3 separate regions of the Mus musculus genome follow, and all the other regions are linked to region 1. The links are chromatin contacts, called in public Hi-C and promoter capture Hi-C maps. All regions are on one chromosome and are shown on one strand. The core of a region is the stretch at or near the end of the contact, and the rest is flanking DNA. Distances in the headings are between cores, read along the strand shown.

What was found. Hi-C and Micro-C count contacts between places; a contact is called where the count stands out from the background. Capture Hi-C pulls out chosen DNA fragments and counts their contacts.
Region 2: a contact with region 1 is called in a promoter capture Hi-C map of liver, with 5 times the contacts expected there. A contact is called at or near these places in 1 of 39 promoter capture datasets (liver), 1 of 130 datasets of targeted methods (astrocytes) and 1 of 9 other capture datasets (liver).
Region 3: a Hi-C map of B cells shows a contact between it and region 1, with 7 read pairs. A contact is called at or near these places in 1 of 484 Hi-C or Micro-C datasets (B cells), 1 of 130 datasets of targeted methods (double positive thymocytes) and 1 of 9 other capture datasets (liver).

The regions. Positions count from the first base shown.
Region 1 is chr19:4,281,553-4,284,757 of GRCm38.p6, forward strand. It overlaps Ankrd13d (ankyrin repeat domain 13 family, member D), which reads right to left and starts at 1,585. Exons shown (of 15, transcript NM_026720.2): 1 at 1,329-1,585; 2 at 617-752; 3 at 366-490. The coding sequence starts at 1,418.
Region 2 is chr19:6,986,003-6,989,207 of GRCm38.p6, forward strand. It overlaps Vegfb (vascular endothelial growth factor B), which reads right to left and starts at 1,649. Exons shown (of 7, transcript NM_001185164.1): 1 at 1,350-1,649; 2 at 772-814; 3 at 288-484; 4 at 19-92. The coding sequence starts at 1,409. Dnajc4 (DnaJ heat shock protein family (Hsp40) member C4) reads right to left here. Exons shown (of 7, transcript NM_001357001.1): 6 at 2,187-2,273; 7 at 1,909-2,106. The coding sequence ends at 1,995.
Region 3 is chr19:6,339,709-6,342,913 of GRCm38.p6, forward strand. It overlaps Map4k2 (mitogen-activated protein kinase kinase kinase kinase 2), which reads left to right and starts at 1,452. Exons shown (of 32, transcript NM_009006.3): 1 at 1,452-1,637; 2 at 1,751-1,808; 3 at 2,036-2,126; 4 at 2,195-2,259; 5 at 2,547-2,602; 6 at 2,902-2,949; 7 at 3,036-3,078. The coding sequence starts at 1,542. It overlaps Men1 (multiple endocrine neoplasia 1), which reads left to right. Exons shown (of 10, transcript NM_001168489.1): 10 at 1-1,186. The coding sequence ends at 464.

The DNA of each region.
Region 1 (3,205 bases), core at 335-2,834:
ACAACTGTGCCTCTGTCCTTTGTGTGCTTCGGATGCACAGGACTAGGCACTCCAGGGTCCAGGCCATCTCTACCCAGTCACCTTTCTGGAAATTTACATTCTCTAGGTGACCCAAGGCCTACCATTCTATCCAAGAGATTCCTGGTATCAGGGACCCTTAGTGCTGGTGAATGTCTTCCTTGCAAAAGACCCAGTCTCATCTGCATGGGCCTGGGATCCCATATTTCTTACATGACCCTTGGCAGAGGTTGAGACACAGATGGTGGGAAAGCGTCTCGCACAACCTAGATACTCCTCCAAGGCCAGGCTTATCACAGGAAGACGGAGCGCCTGTTATACCCCACTTCTTTACTCTATGGTAATACCTGACGGAGTTTGTTGAGCAGTTCTGGAATGCCAGCCAACCTCTGTGTGGCCCTCTGGAAGTCCCGATACTGGAGTACCAACTGTACCATCTCAGGGTCTCCAGTGCTGACTGCCTCCTGCAGGACTGGAGATGAGCAACTGCTGGGGTAGCCCTCTTAGCGCCCCCAGGCACGGTTACTTACTCCCCCTGCCCCCCATTCACCAACCTGGAAGCTAGTCTCAAGGGAGGACCCTCTGCCCTGCACAGTACCTGCCCAGCCCTGGTGGCTCTCTTTGCCCACGTTGGCATTATGTCGGAGGAGGACTCTCACAGACTCCAAGTTCCCCAAGGTCACAGCAAGCTCCAGGGGGGTTCGCCCTTGGGGGTCCTCCTGCTCAATGTCGTGCTAAGGGAGATGGGTCACTCAATACAAGGCAAGAGAGGGCCAAAGCAAGGAGGTCACTGGATTGAAAAGGGCTGGAGTTACTATGGGTAACCAGGTCAGTGAGAAGATAAGAGTGTGGCCTATGTGGACTGGAAAGTGTCGGGGTAAAGGGGACAGTAAGGGCCAGTGGGAAGGAACTGCTCATTTCTTCTGCCCTCTGCTATCCAGAGTTGAGGGCCTGGTGGTGGAGTCTAGCAAGACAGATTCAGGCTAGGGATGCTGAGAGTTTAGACCAGCTTGAGGGCTAGAACACGGTTCTTGTCCTCATTCTAGCTCAGAGGTGATGAGGGTGAATCCTGAGCTTAACGCAATACGAAGGGGGCAGATAGCAGAGCAAGGCCCAACCAAGGGAGATGCGCTAAACAAATGCTCAAGCTCGAGGGCAGGTGACCAGGGATTTGGAAAGAGCTGGACCTAAGGAGTCAGGATGCAGCTGCGGAGCACAGCAGGGGCGGTGAGCTGCGGAGTAGATTCCGTACTTTGGCACCGGGGCTTGGGGAGGAAACCAACCGAATCGGATCCCCTTCAGGGCCTCACCTTGCGGCTGTGCAGTGCGGCCTCCAGTTCGCGGTGCCGGTTCGCCCAGACTAGCCGGTGCAGCGGGAAGGTGGGGCCCAGGCCGGCCATGCTGGGCTTCAGCACCGCATCCCGAGCGAAAGGCCCAGCCCTTCTTGGCCTGCGCCTGGCACGTCCCCTGCTCCTCCGCTCTGAGCCGCACCTCAGCCGCACCCGCTGCAGCCCCGCGGACCCCTGCTAGAAGCCGCCGCAGCAAGAGCGAAGGCGGCAGGGAGGGCGGGGCGGGGATCTGGGGGCGGGGCTACATGGAGTTAGGGCGTGGCGTCGGGCTTCGCACACCCTCGCCTCCCGTAGCTACGGCAACCACTGCAGGCCTGCGCGCTGGGGGCGGGCGGAGTGTGTGTGGGGTGCTGTCCAGTCTCCAGGGCAACCACATGCGCCCCAGGAACAGCCGGAACTTCATTTTGAAGCGCCATGGTCGGTGGGGTTGTTCCGGAGGGCGGGGCATAGCTGCAGCTCCACCCGTGCCCGCAGGGGGCGCCCCAGGCCCTGGGCAAATCTCTTAGTGGTCAGAAAGGTGAGGGAGGAGGGAACGGAAGGGGAGTGGGGTAGGCTCGGTGGCACTGGGATTGGGCCAGGGTCTGTTGTTCTTGCAGCCCCCCCCGCCCCCACCCCCCCCCACCCCCGCTGACAATGTGTCCTTCTGTCTAGCCCACTCCTGAGTTCCATCAGCACCGACTTGTCTTTTATAGGCGGGTGGGATGGGAAATCTTGACCTCATCCCTGCCAGCACAGGCGCTTAGCTTCTGGAGATGGGCACCCCGCAGCAACCCCTAATGCTGACCAGTCAAAGCTTTCTTTCCCGAGGATCTGTCTGGCCTTGATGCCTGGAAGACAGCAAGGAATCAGGAACAGGAATATTGTTGGGGTTGGGGGACATAAGCTCAGCTTCCTGGCTGGGTGATCGGCCAGGGTGCACGCTACCACCACAGGAGTCCATTTTGCAGAGGCTGCATTTTACTGCCAACAGGGAAGGAAGGAGAATTTCGAAACAAGGCTGGCACTTCCACTCACACAGGATCTAGGGTTCAAGCAGCCAGCCAGCTTAGTTGGGACCCTTGGTTATCTTCAGTCCTACCATGGGTTCTCTGATCCTGGTCTTGCTGGGTGGCGAGGGGGTAAACCAGACTTTCCAAAACTGACTCTGGTCTGTTTCTCTATTTTTAAATCTTACATTCATTTTTGTGTGGGGGTGCTCATGAGTGTGGAGGTGAAAAACCAACTTTTGAGAGTTGGTTCTCTCCCATCCTTTAACTCAGGTTGTCAGGTTTGGCAGCAAACACCTTCATCGGATGGCTCCACCTCCCTATCTGTTAAACTTAGTGTGATGGAGAAAGGCCATCTAACTGAGGTTCCCTTCCTGCCCAAGGATGTCCTCATCTCTTCAGCCTGATTGCCACCTTTCTCCCTGCGATCGGGTGGTTTATAGCAGTCCGGGATCTAGGCTACCCACCGTGTGTGCTGTGGTCAGGTCATCTACGATGTCTGGACTTTGGGAGGAACTCAAGGCCCTGAGCTTCTAAAGGTCCAGAGCTCTGCAGTTAGGTCCTGCTGGTCTCTGCTTCTGTCAGAGACTTCCTCCTCAGCATCGTCACCCTGGCCCTGGACGGCCTAGGACTTGCTGCAGTCTTGAGCATCTCTCCGCCAGTCTTTACTGCTCTGACATCGACCCTTCTTTCCACATGGACCTCCCTCTCCTAGCTGACAGCTTGTCCACTCCCATCTGATATCACTTCCAGGACACCTCTGGTCTTAGGTATTCCATGCTGCCATATTAGGGTGTCAGAAGCCAAGTCCAAACGCCTTTCTCTCTTCCTTCCAGGCCAGCTGTGCTCTGA
Region 2 (3,205 bases), core at 399-2,898, 2.7 Mb after region 1:
CCTGGACCTGGCTGGCACCTGCATTCACATTGGCTGTGTTCTTCCAGGGACATCTCCCCCAGCTGACTGCTCGGGTACTGGATCATGAGGATCTGTGCTCAGGAGAACGAGGAAGAGACAGTGAGTGGTGGGGGGCAGGGCCAGAAAAAGACAGAGGAAGGGGATACTAGATAGGCTAGAGAAAGAATGACCAGAAATTCCCACCTCCAGCACGCCCCTCCCTGGGTTGGCCCAGCCCATAGGACATCACTGTCCCATCAACACACCTGACCCATAGGCCCTGGTACCTGCATTCGGACTTGGTGTTGCCCAGTGGGCACACATTCCAGGCCATCGTCAGGGCAGCAGCCACCACAGCGCTGCACAGTCACACAGCTGGGCACTAGTTGTTTGACCACATTGCCCATGAGTTCCATGCTCAGAGGCACCACCACCTCCCTGGGCTGGCATGTGGCACGTGCATAAACGTCTATCCATGGCACCACTGTGGGCAGACCCAGATGGATTAAGTTCTTATCAGGTCTCCTGAAGCTCCTCTGAGCATGTAGCCTCTCTGATACCCTATCACCACCACCCCAACCATCTTTTAAACCTGTCTTTCTCTGCCTTGTTTCTCAAGAAATGATTAAGCCCTCTGCCTCAGTTTCTTCCTCTATGGAATGGTATCGCCCAAAGGAGTTGGGATCACGCAAGATAAGGGATATGAAATCAGAGCAAGTGCTAACCCCTCTTAGTACTGGCTGGTGGCAAGTTATTGTTAACTATTATTACCTTTCTTCTGGTGGCTGGGGCCATCAAACTGGGACACAGGGGCCTGTGGGAAAGAAGATACCTGGGCCCAAGATGCACTCTAAAAGGGCTGGCCCTGTGGCTATGTAAGGGCTCCGTCCTTGAGTCAGGCTTCTGCGCCTTTCTGACACCTTTCCAGATTTATTCTGTTCCCAAGACCTTGGTTCTAATTTTTCTTGTATACTCAGACATCTGGTACTTTCCCTGGCCCAAGACCCACCAGGCATACTCTGGGAATGGTACTAAAGCCCAAGCCTTAGCGCTGGGCTTGTTTTAGGTCAGGAGCCAGGATAGTGGGAGACAAACGAGGTTCGGAGGGCACGGAGGCAGCTCCGCCCTACAACCGCCCAGGGGATGGGGTGAGGTGGGGGAGTGGCCCCAGGGGCATGGGCTAGGACTAGCGGGCCTTCGCCAAGGGGCACCTCTTAAGGGATATTCCCGGTTTGAACTGAGGATCCCCTCGACAGAGGTAGCAGGCGCCTCCCCACTTCCGCCAACCTTGAGAGGGCACCGCGGGCGGGCGGGCGAGCTAGCGAGCGGGATGTCGCGGACGCACGTACCTGGGTGCGAGCCAGCTGCAGCAGTGCAACAAGCAGCAGGCGACGGAGCAGGGGGCTCATGGTGCCCGCGGGGGGCGAGCGCCGGGAGCGCCCGCATGGCCCTAGCCCGGCGGCGTGGGGGGCGGCGGCAGCCAGAGCCCCATGGCGCGGGCCCGGGGACCCGGGGCGGGGCGCAGGGGGCGGCTCCTCCGCGGCCCCCTCCCGAGCCCTGGGCGCAGGCAGCGCAACGCAGCGCCGCAGCGACGGCCTGAGGAACAAGACAGGCAGGCGGCCTGTAGTGGCGGCGGTGGTGGCCGGGACGGCGGGCAACGGGGACGGCGGGGGGTGGCAGGGGGCCTGGCCGGGGCTGGCGGGCAAGAGGCTCATGTGACCTAAACACGCGCTCCCCACCGGGCCGCGGGCGGAGGCGGGGCGGGGGCGGAGCCGGTCCCCTCCAAACGCCCCCTCCCGCCGCTGCAGGGGAAAGGGGACACACCGCCCTGGAGGCCGAGCTCCGGGGGTCGCTGCCTCACGAGGGGAGGGGTGAGGAGATGCGTGACCTGAAGGACCGAATCGGACAGGCGTCTGAAAATGAGTTTATTGCACGTGTAGTTCTGGACAGGCAGCAGGGAGAGGACCAATGAAGGTCCCATTTAGTTAAGCCTCTCAGGGGCTTGTGTCCTGGGGCATGATCCTGGAGCTTTCTGGAGGCAGGGAGGGTTCTGCCCGAGGCTGCTGCCTCTGCTGGCGCTCCTGCTGAATCCTGGCTCTGTTGGCCCTGGAAAGAAAAACAGGATCAGGACAGACATCCTGGAGGGTGGTGCTGAAGCAGGAAGCAAAGTCAGAGCAGTGACAGACCTGGCCCTGGCCCGAGTGTCATTGTAGATGGCTGTAATGATCCGGTCCTTTTCATCCATGAAGCTGCGATGCACCTGCTCCAGCTTCCTGTGAAGGAATTGCAGTTAACTCCGAGTCTCCGAACTCTGGTGTCCCTCAAACCCTGGTCCTTGACCAGGTTCTAGCATCTCTCACACAACTTTACATCTCTCTCTATAACAGACACCAAGTGGCCCAAGTCCCAGAACTAGGTGGCACCCTAAGTCACTGGCTGTCCTGTGAAGAAGGTTGGTGAAACAGCTCTGAAATCAGGTTGCCTCTCCCAGAAGACTAGAAAGGGGGCATATTTAGGTAATCTCCATTGCTAGATACTACGGACAATGGGCTCCATCCTTTGGGTTTCTATGCCACAGAAAACTGGTATGACAGCATGCATTCGAGTGTATGGTGAGGTCCTGGCAGCTACCATGGACTGTCACTGTTATACGGCACTTGTCCTTCCTCGCTCTTTCTTTCTTTTCTTTTATTTTTTTTTATGGTTTTTTGAGACAGGTTTTCTCTGTATAGCCTTGGCTGTCCTGGAACTCACTTTGTAGACCAGGCTGGCCTCGAACTCAGAAATCCACCTGCCTTTGCCCCCCAAGTGCTGGGATTAAAGGCGTGCACCACCACTGCCTGGCCCTCTTTCTTTCTATATTGAGACACAGTTTAATGTAGCCTAGGCTAGCCTCAAACTCCATATGTAACCAAAGATGACCCTGAACTTAAAAAATTTGCAAAAAAAAAAAAAAAAAAAATTGCTTGGTGGTGATGGTGCACTGACTTCGAGGCCAGCCTGGTCTACACAGGGAGTTCCAGGTCAGCCAGTTCTACACAAAGAAACCCTGTCTCAGAGAAACAAAACAAAACAAATCAAAACAAAACAAAAAGGAAAAACCGCCCTCATTTACGCAGTGCTAGGAGAGAACCCCTGGGTTTTGACCGTGTGTGGTTTTTTGAGTATGGTTTCAGGTGGCTCCAGCTCACCAACAAGCAGCATC
Region 3 (3,205 bases), core at 202-2,701, 2.1 Mb after region 1:
TTAGCCGGGAAGCAGAGGCGGCCGAGGCTGAAGAACCATGGGGGGATGAAGCCCGAGAAGGCCGTCGGCGTGGTCCCCGAAGAGAGTCCAAGCCTGAGGAGCCACCACCACCCAAGAAGCCTGCATTGGACAAGGGCCCGGGCTCAGGACAAAGTGCAGGGTCGGGACCACCTAGGAAAACGTCAGGGACTGTCCCAGGTACTACCCGCGGTGGCCAGGAAGTCGGCAATGCTGCTCAGGCTCCAGCACCTGCAGCATCGCCACCCCCAGAGGGCCCAGTGCTCACTTTCCAGAGTGAGAAGATGAAAGGCATGAAGGAGCTACTGGTGGCCACCAAGATCAACTCGAGCGCCATCAAGCTGCAACTCACGGCACAGTCGCAAGTGCAGATGAAGAAACAGAAAGTGTCCACACCCAGCGACTACACACTCTCTTTCCTAAAGCGGCAGCGCAAGGGCCTCTGAACTCTGATTCTGTGGCAAGGCCCCAGGCCTGCCCTCACTCCCAGCAGGCTTCACCCTCATCCTCTAATTCAAGCCTAGACTCCGCCCTCAGTCCTAGGGGACCCAGAGCTGTCCTGCAGTGACTAGGAGCCTTCATTTAGCCCCTCTTCAGGCCCCAGAGCCCTGGCTCAGTTCTTAGAATGTAGGTGTCATCCCCACCAGCCGGCCAATTGGAACCTCATTGTAGGTCCAATCCCCCGAAATTCAGTGGACCATGACAGGAGCCCAAGTCACGCCTGAACAGTAGGGCATTCCTCCCACTTGGGGGCTAGATTGACCTTAGCCCCAGAGCACAGTTGCTACCTGGAAACCAAGGACCATTCAGTCCCTAGGGGTAGATTTCCGCACTTTATATAGAGTTCCATCCTTTGGGAATCCAAATCCCTTACCCCAAAGAACTTACATATTGCTGCCCGAATTTGGAAATCTTCCTCGTCTCCCTAGCCCCTGAGTACAGGACATGAAGCTCCGACTCTTATCTGTGAATACTGAGCCTCGCCCCCTTCCTGACCAAACTGGCGCAAGAACAGAGCAGGACCTCTTCCAGCCCTCTGGGAACCTCCCTGAGGTCCCAGGAGGAAATCTGCACGGGGTGGGGGAGGGCCAGCCTCTTCCTGTTTTGTACATAGATTTATTTTTCAGTTCCAAGAAAGATAAATGCATTTTGTTAAGAAAAAAGAGAGATGTATGTATGTGTTTCATCTGAGAAATCGGGGATGGGGCGGGAGTGGATATCTGCTTTTGCTGTTTTAGGATTTTGAACTTTATGCTCTGCACCTGTAGCGCGGCGAGAATTGGGAGGGGTACCTAAGCTCCGCCCCTGCTTCTGGGACTTCCCCGCGCAACCAGGGCGCCTCCTCTCGGCCAGGCGGGCGGCGGGGCAGCCCCGGGCTGGCCCCGCCCCGGGCTGGCCCCGCCCCTACGGCCTCCGAGTCTCGGCGCTGCCCCTGCCTGCCCGCTCGCTTCGCCCCGCCCCACCCCGCGCCGCTCCGCGCCGGCTCCGCAGCTTGCGCCCGCCGGCGGGTCCGGCGCCGGGCCATGGCGCTGTTGCGGGACGTGTCGCTGCAGGATCCGCGGGACCGCTTCGAGCTGCTACAGCGTGTGGGGGCCGGGACCTATGGCGACGTTTACAAGGTGCGCTGAGCGGGGCTGCGGGACGGGCGGGAGCGCAGGAGGAGGGTGCATCTTCACGTCCCGCCGCGGGAACCCCGGCCCCGCCCCCTCCTCACCCCGCTTCTCGCCCCTAGGCCCGTGACACCGTCACGTCCGAACTGGCCGCGGTGAAGATCGTCAAGCTAGACCCAGGTGTGGGCCCGGGTGGGGCCTCTGTGCTCCTGGGAGGCGGGCGGGTGAGCTGGCGGGGGCAGAGAGTTAACATTTTCTAGACCCCCCCGTGAAGCCGACCCCAGGAGAAACTAAGGTTTGGCACCTGCTCGGCAAGGAGAGAAATACTCTATGCTCATTTTGCACATAGGGACAGAGTCTAGGCTATTCGTTCCCCCCCCCCCCCCATAATGCCTTGTGCTCCCCAGGGGACGACATCAGCTCTCTTCAGCAGGAAATCACCATCCTTCGTGAATGCCGCCACCCCAATGTCGTGGCCTACATCGGCAGCTACCTCAGGTGAGGTTGTTTATCCTCTTACCCTCTTGTGCCTTGCATTGTGCCACCCCAGCTCTCTGTCTCCCCAGGAATGACCGATTGTGGATCTGTATGGAGTTCTGTGGAGGAGGGTCACTGCAGGAGATTTACCACGGTGAGATCCAGACTCCATGGACATGGCCTTTCCCGATCCCAACATAGGGGTAGGAAGGCATCCTTCTGGCTGCACTTGGACTCCTCTTAGCTTCTGACTGGCTGTGTGACCTTGAGAGAAATACTATCCTCCTCTGGGCTCAGTTTCCCAGCCTGAGTCTGGAAGAAATTTGGCTAACATCACTTTGCTGTAGTGGTGCCTGCTGCTCCCCACTCTGCAGGGTGGGTAGGGAGGGTCAGCATATCCCTCAGGCTCTTTCTCTTCAGCCCCCATTCTGTATGTTTCAGCCACTGGGCCCCTGGAAGAACGGCAGATTGCCTATGTTTGCCGGGAGGCACTGAAGGTATGGGGCTCATAGGCAGCACCCATTTTGGAATCCTCAGGAGTGTGGGCCCAACACATCTGGCCAGTGGGAGATTGGGACCTTGGGATGGGCTGACTCAGGGGGTGGAGGTCCTAGCAGGAGGGGGCCCCCCAGTTCTGTTGCCGGAAGCAGCCTATTTCCCTCTTGGCTCATTCACTTCCTGCTTGGGGAGAGGGGTGGAGGAAGCAGCTTGGGTGGGGGGCCCAGTCCTGAGGAGGGGCTCAGAAGAGATAATTAGTGCAAAGCAGCTGTCCTCAGAGACTTCTGTTTGTCTCCAGGGGCTCCACCACCTGCATTCTCAGGGGAAAATTCACCGAGACATTAAGGTAGGGGGTCAGCCAAGGGCATGGTTCAAATGAGGAGGAAGCCGCCAGGCACCTGACACAATCCTTTCTGTGTGTTCCCCCAACAGGGTGCCAACCTTCTGCTCACTCTGCAGGGTGATGTCAAGCTGGGTCAGTACCCGGGGGACACTCAGGGACCATAGAACTGAGTGCTGGAGATCCCAGTCACTTTACTGTTTGAGCCTCAGTGTCCCCATTTAGAAGATGTAGCATTATTGCCTGCCAGTAGTTGGCTGTA